2 separate regions of the Zea mays genome follow, and region 2 is linked to region 1. The links are chromatin contacts, called in public Hi-C maps. All regions are on one chromosome and are shown on one strand. The core of a region is the stretch at or near the end of the contact, and the rest is flanking DNA. Distances in the headings are between cores, read along the strand shown.

What was found. Hi-C and Micro-C count contacts between places; a contact is called where the count stands out from the background.
Region 2: a contact with region 1 is called in a Hi-C map of endosperm, with 5 times the contacts expected there. The contact joins the promoter of LOC100283590 here to the promoter of LOC100275203 in region 1. A contact is called at or near these places in 12 of 25 Hi-C or Micro-C datasets (bundle sheath, ear, endosperm and 4 more).

The regions. Positions count from the first base shown.
Region 1 is chr6:80,405,193-80,409,259 of Zm-B73-REFERENCE-NAM-5.0, reverse strand. LOC100275203 reads left to right here and starts at 1,933. Exons shown (of 2, transcript NM_001328112.1): 1 at 1,933-2,181; 2 at 2,421-2,734. The coding sequence starts at 2,096. The coding sequence ends at 2,502.
Region 2 is chr6:80,615,077-80,619,143 of Zm-B73-REFERENCE-NAM-5.0, reverse strand. It overlaps LOC100283590, which reads right to left and starts at 2,383. Exons shown (of 7, transcript NM_001156491.1): 1 at 2,196-2,383; 2 at 667-1,228; 3 at 430-563. The coding sequence starts at 1,170.

The DNA of each region.
Region 1 (4,067 bases), core at 684-3,183:
GTATCTTATAGATATATATCGATCAATATCACCAGCTTGGATCACAAAAATCTCATATAGATGTCTATAGTACCAGACTGGAGATTGATTAGCAGCAGCAATAAACGACCATTGCGTACAAAGGTAGCTTCGATGCTAAATTTCACTCTCTAAATTATTATCTGGAAAGTCACTTGCATATAAAAACTATTTTCTATATCTTTCTAATCTCCAACAACCTTTATATATGTTATTTACACTCTAGCAGAGAGTCATTTATGTTTTCTATATTTGGCTAACAAGAAATCTGAACTAGAATATGGTTATATTTAGATAGCCATTTAAATAAGCTATCCGAAGGTAATTTTTTATTAAAATCTCTATTTATACAGATTGGAATTGAGCCTCCTTCCTGGAGTTGCTCTAAGATTTCTACACCCTTGCCGTCAGCTGGCAAGCTGAAATGGCGGTTGGCTCTGCTAGTAAACTTGCTCTTGTTACTAACGTGAAAAGTGTGACCTGGAACGTATAAATGCATCGTGACATCCTTCTGTTTGCTTATTACTCTAATAAGAGGTTCACATCTACGTACATACGTCAGACTTTGAGTGCTGTCTCGATCACTTAATTAATTATATATAGTAAAGTTATATCTTACAGATATATCGATCAATATCACCTGCTTGGCGCACAAAGTCTCATATAGACGTCTATAGTACCAGACTGGAGATTGATGACGACCACCGCGCGTACAAACCTTCGATGCTAAGGAAGCTAGTTATAACTTAACACGCATTCTGTTTTTGTCGCATGTGATTTGTGATGCAACCAAAGGACTCTTCTGAAACGCCCTGGCGGGTGGCGCGCGGCATTGACGACGAAACGGGGTGCGTTTTCGTGTATAAGTAGGGCCTCGCCCGCCTGATCGATCTTCGTCCATTGCCGTGCACAACAAGGCAGGAAGAGAGCTGCCTGAAGCGGTGCCTGAAGGAGGAGAGGAGGAGAAGCCACGAACCAGCGACAGCGAGGATGTACAACGCGCCGCCACCGCCGCAGGACATGTCCTACTACGAGCACTGCCAGAGGCGGCACGAGGAGAAGGGCTGCCTCTACGGATGGTGAGAACGAACGGTCTTCTTCTTCTTCGGTTCTTCCCCTTCTCCGTTCCGTTCTGTTCAGTTCTGTCAGGTTCCCGTTTAGAGATCCAATCCTTTTTTTTCCATGGCTCGTCAGGGTCGTCAGACCAAGGATTGGCCGGCCCATGTCGCGGCACCAAACAGTAGGAGAGAATCTTTAGTAGCTGGGCGGTAGATAGAAGATAGATGGCGACTCGGAGTTGCTGGTCTTTGCCATTCTCGTAGGACACGCGCGCATACCATGACCGGAACGGCTGCCTACAGGAATTCTGAACTGGCTATTCCAGCCTTTTCTTTAACAAAAGGGAAAAAAACCTGGATACGCATAAGGCAAAGCTGCCTCTTGTTCCAAGAAAAGTGTGTAGTCCTGAATGACAACAGAGGTTCAAGTATCCAGCAGTCTTGTCCCACGTCCAGAGCGTTTTGCACAGTCATATTTATACGATCTGCTAGCCACACTTTTATCCTCTCTCTCTTTTTTTTTCGAGAGATGCAAGTTTAATAATAGAGTTGGCTGCTAGAATACTTGCAGCCTGCGCCGGCTGTAAAGTTTATAGCCCATTTTAACTCTGTCTCTCTCTCTCCTCTCTCCACCACCTTACCATTTAATAAGCTCATAGCTTATTATTATACTCGCTCTAGGCTTGGGGGTAAGGTGGACAACCACGCCAATAATCGCACCAGACAGTCGCTGCCAGATGAGGTCCATGCCTATTGTCAGCCGAAGACGAAGCCGGTACACGATACACGTACACGGTTGTCCCCTTCTTCCTGTTCCCCGTCTATAAATTCTACTCCCCAGTAGGCGGCCAGCAGCAGTCCACCACTCGTTCGTTCCAAACGGAGAAGAGGATCAGGTTCGTTCCAAGGGAAAGGAGAAGAGGGTCAGGAGAGAGAGAGAGAGAGAGAGAGAGAGAGAGAGAGAGCCCTTGCTCGTTCGTTCACCACCACAGCTCCGATCGATCCGCAAGGCAGGCAAGATGTACAACGCGCCGTCGGCCCAGGAGATGTCCTACTTGGAGCACGTGCAGAGGCGCCACGAGGAGAAGGGCTGCCTCTACGCCTGGTGAGCTAGCTAGACCTCCGTCTCCGTCTCCGTCTGCTCTGCCTGAGTTGATCAGAGAAGAAAAAGAGATCGGAGGAGGGGTTTCGGTCCGCCGCCAGCTCAGTTTCAGTTTCAGTTGCCATGGCGTTGCCTTGCTCCTTGTCGATCAGTTTCTTTGTCACCAGCACAAGGCCGCGCGCCGCTTCCTGCTGGAGTGTTGAACTAACTGACTGCTGTTCCTCTGCTCTGTTGTTGCGCAGCATCTTCACTGCGCTGTGCTGCTTCTGCTGCTACGAGACCTGCGAGTGCTGCCTCGACTGCCTCTGCTGCTGCTGCAACTAGCCGGGGCTAGCTCCGGAGGACGGTCGAGACGCAGCAGATGGAGGTCGCCTCCGTCTCTTCTACCTACCTACCAATCTACCTAGTGATGATGATTCAGTTCCCGTTTAGTCTGGTGGTGTGCAAGTGCAAACATAATAACGCACGCATGTCGTAGCGTAGTACAGGAGAGATGTTTTACTCTGTCAGTTCCAGTTTGAGCATTCGTAAACCAACCAACCATGGTCTGAACTCTGAACCACCGCATCTATCTTCTGTTATTTGCTAAATCGCCCCCGACTCCGGCGACTCTGAACACAACGACGACACATCCGTCCGCGTAACGCCTTGTTCAGTTGTGTCGGATTGCATTCGGAATCGTTTTAGCTAATCAAAATTTATATAAATTAGAGAAGTAATCCGGTTAAAAATCGTTCCGACCCACCAATCCGGCACAAACGAATAAAGCCTAATCCTAATCACGGCGGAATTCAGACCCCGTTCGACTGTCGTAGCCGTAGGGGTAAAGGCCGGTCTTTTTCATGTCTGTTATCTACCCCGTTCGACTCAGCAGCGTCTGGTTCTGGTCTGCCGCACCTAGAGATGGCAACGGGTACAAACCCGCTGGGTTTTACCGTCCCAAACCCGTACCCGTGAAAAATATCTATGCCCATTAAAAAACCCGTACCCATGACGGGTTTGAGATTTTGCTCAAACCCGTACTCATCGGGTTAACGGGTACCCATGGGTTACCCGCGGGTTTCATCTCCAATATACTTGTTCTTCTCATAATCGATAAGTATCATAATGATTAATGATATCATGATCCAAAATCTATGTAATGAACAACGAGTTCATGATTTAGTATAAAAATTATTAGTAGAGAGAATGAAATACAAATAATAAGTTGTATAATTAAGTGACCTTGCACTAAGTTATTCATCCACCACATATATAACGCTAGTAAAAACTATAATATCAAGCAAGCAACACTCTCACCGACTACTGATACATTCACCAATTGATAAAAAATATGAAGTAAATAAGGAATAACAAGTTTGTTGTTCGTTTATAAAATAAATGACAATATGCACTAGGTTTGGTCGGGTTTAAAAAACCCACGGGTTCACGGGTTTGGGTACTATAGGAACAAACCCGTACCCATAAACCCGCTGGGTACAGATTTATGCCCGTTAACAAACCCATGGGTATGAAAATTGACCCAAACCCGTACCCTAATGGGGTAAAAACCCATCGGGTTTTGGGTTTCGGGTACCCATTGCCATCTCTAGCCGCACCACATGTTGGCTACACCACACGACAAGGTAGATCGGTGATCTGGTCAGTGGCTGGCTGGCTGCTCCAGTGACAGGTCGAGCTTGAGCAGGTTAACCTGCCGTGTTTGCTCATCAGCATATCAGCTTGGAGACTGACGCAAACAGCTTTCCGGCGTGGCCCTTTCTGTTCGCGGTCGGTGCAACGACCTGCACGATAGAACATCGACATGTGGGTTGGGGTTAGCTAGCGGCAACGACCGAGCTGTTAACACTTCTCTTGAACAGCAGAGAAGAACAGAGAGAACAGCGAGG
Region 2 (4,067 bases), core at 1,134-3,633, 210 kb before region 1:
GCTATACTTAAGCCTGCACCGCTGATACACATTTTTCATCTTTGAAGGCATAAGTCGCCATCCTTAGACCATAGGAGCACTTAAACAGGACATTTTCATGCCATACGACAAGCCGATTAGATTATAAAAGCTTCATTACCCATCTATGAAATGCACAAACTATCAGTCCAAAATCTCCAAGATGCTAGTGAATTAGTGAAATGATTAAAATCGAGATATACAGCATTTCCCTTGAGCTTCTTTACTAACATATGGTAACACTTCTAGCACATGCAACACCTAATTTTGAAACAGCATGCCCCAAGGGGCAAAACGGACAATTCTATAAAGAGTTGAAAGAGTAACGGTTATAGATCTGACTGAAAGCTAATAGAAGGATGGCATTTTCCGAGAAATGGATAAGGGTTGTTAAGGTTTGCGGAAACGTACCACAAGGGGTACTTCTCAACAAGAAGCTGAATTTTGCTGACAACCCAGATCAAGTTTCGTTTGCTCATCTCTGGCGTGGCGCCAAAACCATCTCCAAGAAGGCCAGCTGTCTTCACATGGTTAAGAGCTGTTTCCTGAAAATTCAAAATAAAGCGAGGCACAATGAAACAAGATAGACCAATAGTAAATAGAGCAAAAAAGGCAGACAAACTACGTTTTGTAGTATCATTGTGTCACCTGTAAGTGATTCATTAATGTCTCTATAGAAGCAGTACGATCGGCACCAATCTCATAGGACCGAATAATGAAGTTTTGCCTAAACACCATCCCATCCTGGATGATCCCACCAAAACCAAATGTATCAACAAGCATGTCGGGTTTCTTCGGCTTCCAGTCAAGCAGTGTCCACTGCTTCTCTGCTGCCAGGAAGATGGTAGTGACAGCCGCAAGAAGCATGCTCCAATCTGGCAGTTGGTTGTAGAATGTCTTGGGAGCAGTGTAGGGTATCGCCTCCTCTGTGTCTGAGCTTGCATTCTTGAGGTTAACCTTGGTGCCATTAACCTTGGGAAGGGTTTGTGCTTGAGCCTTCACTTGCATGTTCCCAGAATTGGCATTAGGCTTTGCGACAATACCACGGACGCTCAAACTATCCGGTACTTCACCAGCCAAGTTCTTCGCGGATGCTGCTGGAGACGCCCCTGGGCCAGGGAAGAAGGCTGAGGCAGCAAGGGAGCCAGCCATGGCTCAACCGTGCTTTAGGATTCAATGAAGCCGATGTCTCAGCACTCGAAATGCCAACCTGAAGAAATAATCAACAAAAACAGAAGCTTTTGTGAGAAGGTGTATGTATTCACCATTTTTTACAAGAAAGCACCACAGTTTTCCCCTATTTTCCATTGCATTCTCGTGAATAAGACCTTGAAAGGAACACAACAACCACGGTTCTCCCCTATTTTCCATTGCATTCTCGTGAATAAGACATCGAAAGGAACACGGCTGTTGTGTGACTGTGATGGTTAAAATTTTCCAGTTTCGGGCAGAAAGGAGCAATGGACATTTACATTTTTTATACAGAAATATGAGAACGCACTCAATTTTCTCAAATTAATTAGAAGACAGGCATAGGCCACCGGATCCAGGCATCCAACTGCTGAAGACGTACCTTTTCGGGCAAAGCAAGGCCACCACCAAAGAACACTGGAACCAGCTGCGCCCATACGAATCGGTTCGAAAGCGAGGGTCACTGCCCCACCATTAGAAAGCATTTCAACTACGGCCACCACCACAAGTTTTGGGGGGTGGGAGGCCAACAAATGCCTACTAGGCCAGAGAAATCCAACCAACCTTCTCTCTGGTCTGGAAACAGCTCAAGCCAGTTGGCCGGGACGCCGGGCCATGTTTCCAACCGAATAAAACGAATCAAAAGCTCCAGTTTTTTTCCAGCTAAGAACAGAAGCGCATTGCCGGCAAATCCACAGCATCCCAACACCCTAAACTACGCCATTGTTCGTGCCCAATTCAGGCCAGGCACAACACCCACCTTAAAACCATACATTTCGCCCGTGACCCCCGTCAATTTCCGCAAATTTGAACACACACAAGAAAAACCCGACGGTTTAAAAAAATCCCTCATCACCAGCAGCATTAGGGCGCCGATAGAACTCCGCACGAAACCGCCAGATCTACCCACGAAACCGGAATGCGGCCCGAAATCCACCGCCCCCACGCCCTGGAAACTCGTAGCACGCAGATCGTCGGGAACTCACCGTGCGCCCCCGCGAGGAACGAGCCGCTGCGCTCGAGCGGATTAGATACGGGCGGATCGGACTTGTGGCCTCCCGCTCCTCCTTGGGCTCGCCACCTCACACACGTGAGAGAGGTGGTGGGAAGAGAGAGGGGGGTGAGCTTTTTCTTTCCTCCCTCTGTTTTCTCTGAAAAAAGGCGGCCACGAAGCAGAGCCGTAAGTGGCAAACGCATGGAGATATATATACACACATGGACACGGGTCGAGCATACGGTGATGTGCAAGGACGACAATGCCCCTAGGGCCGATCAGGGCAGCGGAACCAGGTGGGCCCGGATTCCATTATTGATCCAATTTTTTTTCTGCTGCTTTTCCTTGTTCTAGCTGTCCGACGGTTCTACACGAAATTTGGGTGGTACAGCAAAGAAAGCGATGCACCATGATCGTGGAACAGGTAAGACAGAATGACCGATTGGTGATCGTTTTAGGAGTAGCTAATTTAGACCATTCTCGGTGCTATATTTTATGGGATGATTTCCAAAAAATGTCATGTCATCTTTGATTGCATCGGGCAATGAATAAAATTGCTATCCTCAAAGCATAGTTTGGTTGCGTAGTCAGCGGTAGTCAGCTGTGTTTGAATGCACTAAATTTAATAATTAACGGCTAAAATTAGTTGGAAATATCTAAACATTCTAGTTAAAAATTTAGCTATTAACTATTTTTAGTAAATTAAATAATAGTTAGGTAGTCAATTCTACTATCAATTTTTTATCTAACTAGATATTAGCTCTAATGCATGGTGGTGTTTGAATGCAGCTAATAGTTAGTGGCTAAAATTAGCTATATTCATCCAAACACTCTAGCTAATATTTTAGCTATTAGCTATTTTTAGTAAATTAGCTATTAGTTAGAGCAGCTCCAACAGACAGGTTTAAAAATCATTCGATCGGCAAAAAAAACATAAAACCCGTGAAAACCGAATCTAGGAGCTCTTCTTCAACCTCGCTTTCGCCATCTCGCTCGGCATCGCTCTCCGTCGCTAGCCAATTTTGTCGAGTTGTTGTGTCTCGCAAAATCGCCATATCCCACCCCCGCGCTCTCCCAGCCATCCCATTCCCGCGCCCTCTCGCCCGATCTCCCGCCCTCCCGTCCGATCTCCCGCCCTCCCTGTACCGCCCCCGCGCTCTCCCAGCCATCCCGTTCCCGCGCCCTCCCGCCCGATCTCCCGCCCTCCCTGTACCGCCCCCGTGCTTTCCCGCCCATGCGCGTTGTACCCGTCCGCGATAGTACAGGTCGCGCCGCCGCAATCTTCAATTGCCCAGTCGATGCCATGTTCTGGCCACCGCGACCTCGTGCAATGGAGACAGCACAAACTGGGATGTGCACCGGATCTGCAGAGAGCGTCCATGTTTCCCAGTTTCTCCAACAAAGGCTGGAACAAGAGACAAGTCACCTAGAGGGAGAATTTGATGAATCCACTGCTGGATCGTTGCATCATCGGGTGGTTCCTGTAACAATTGAGGATCAGCTGGCAGAGGATGTGCCAAATGGTACTCAATTTGGCGATACGAGGCCTTCACTGCTATGTTGGTCCAACTAATCAATTTGATCCTGTGTGTTCATTTTGCACAAACATATGTATTACATGAAGTTGAGATACCTCCATTTGCGTTATGTTGACATGGTACTTAATCCAATTATGTATGCTGAAACTAACATTTTAAGAATTGTGATAGCTTCATATGGTAACTACAATGAATTAAATAACATTAGTACATGCTTGCAACTTATTTCAAAACTTGTTCTCTTGAGTTCCCCTGCTTTAAACAATGGTATTATTGAGATTGTCATGAACTCGGATGAATGCTTGCTGTCGGTGGGGAAATCCACC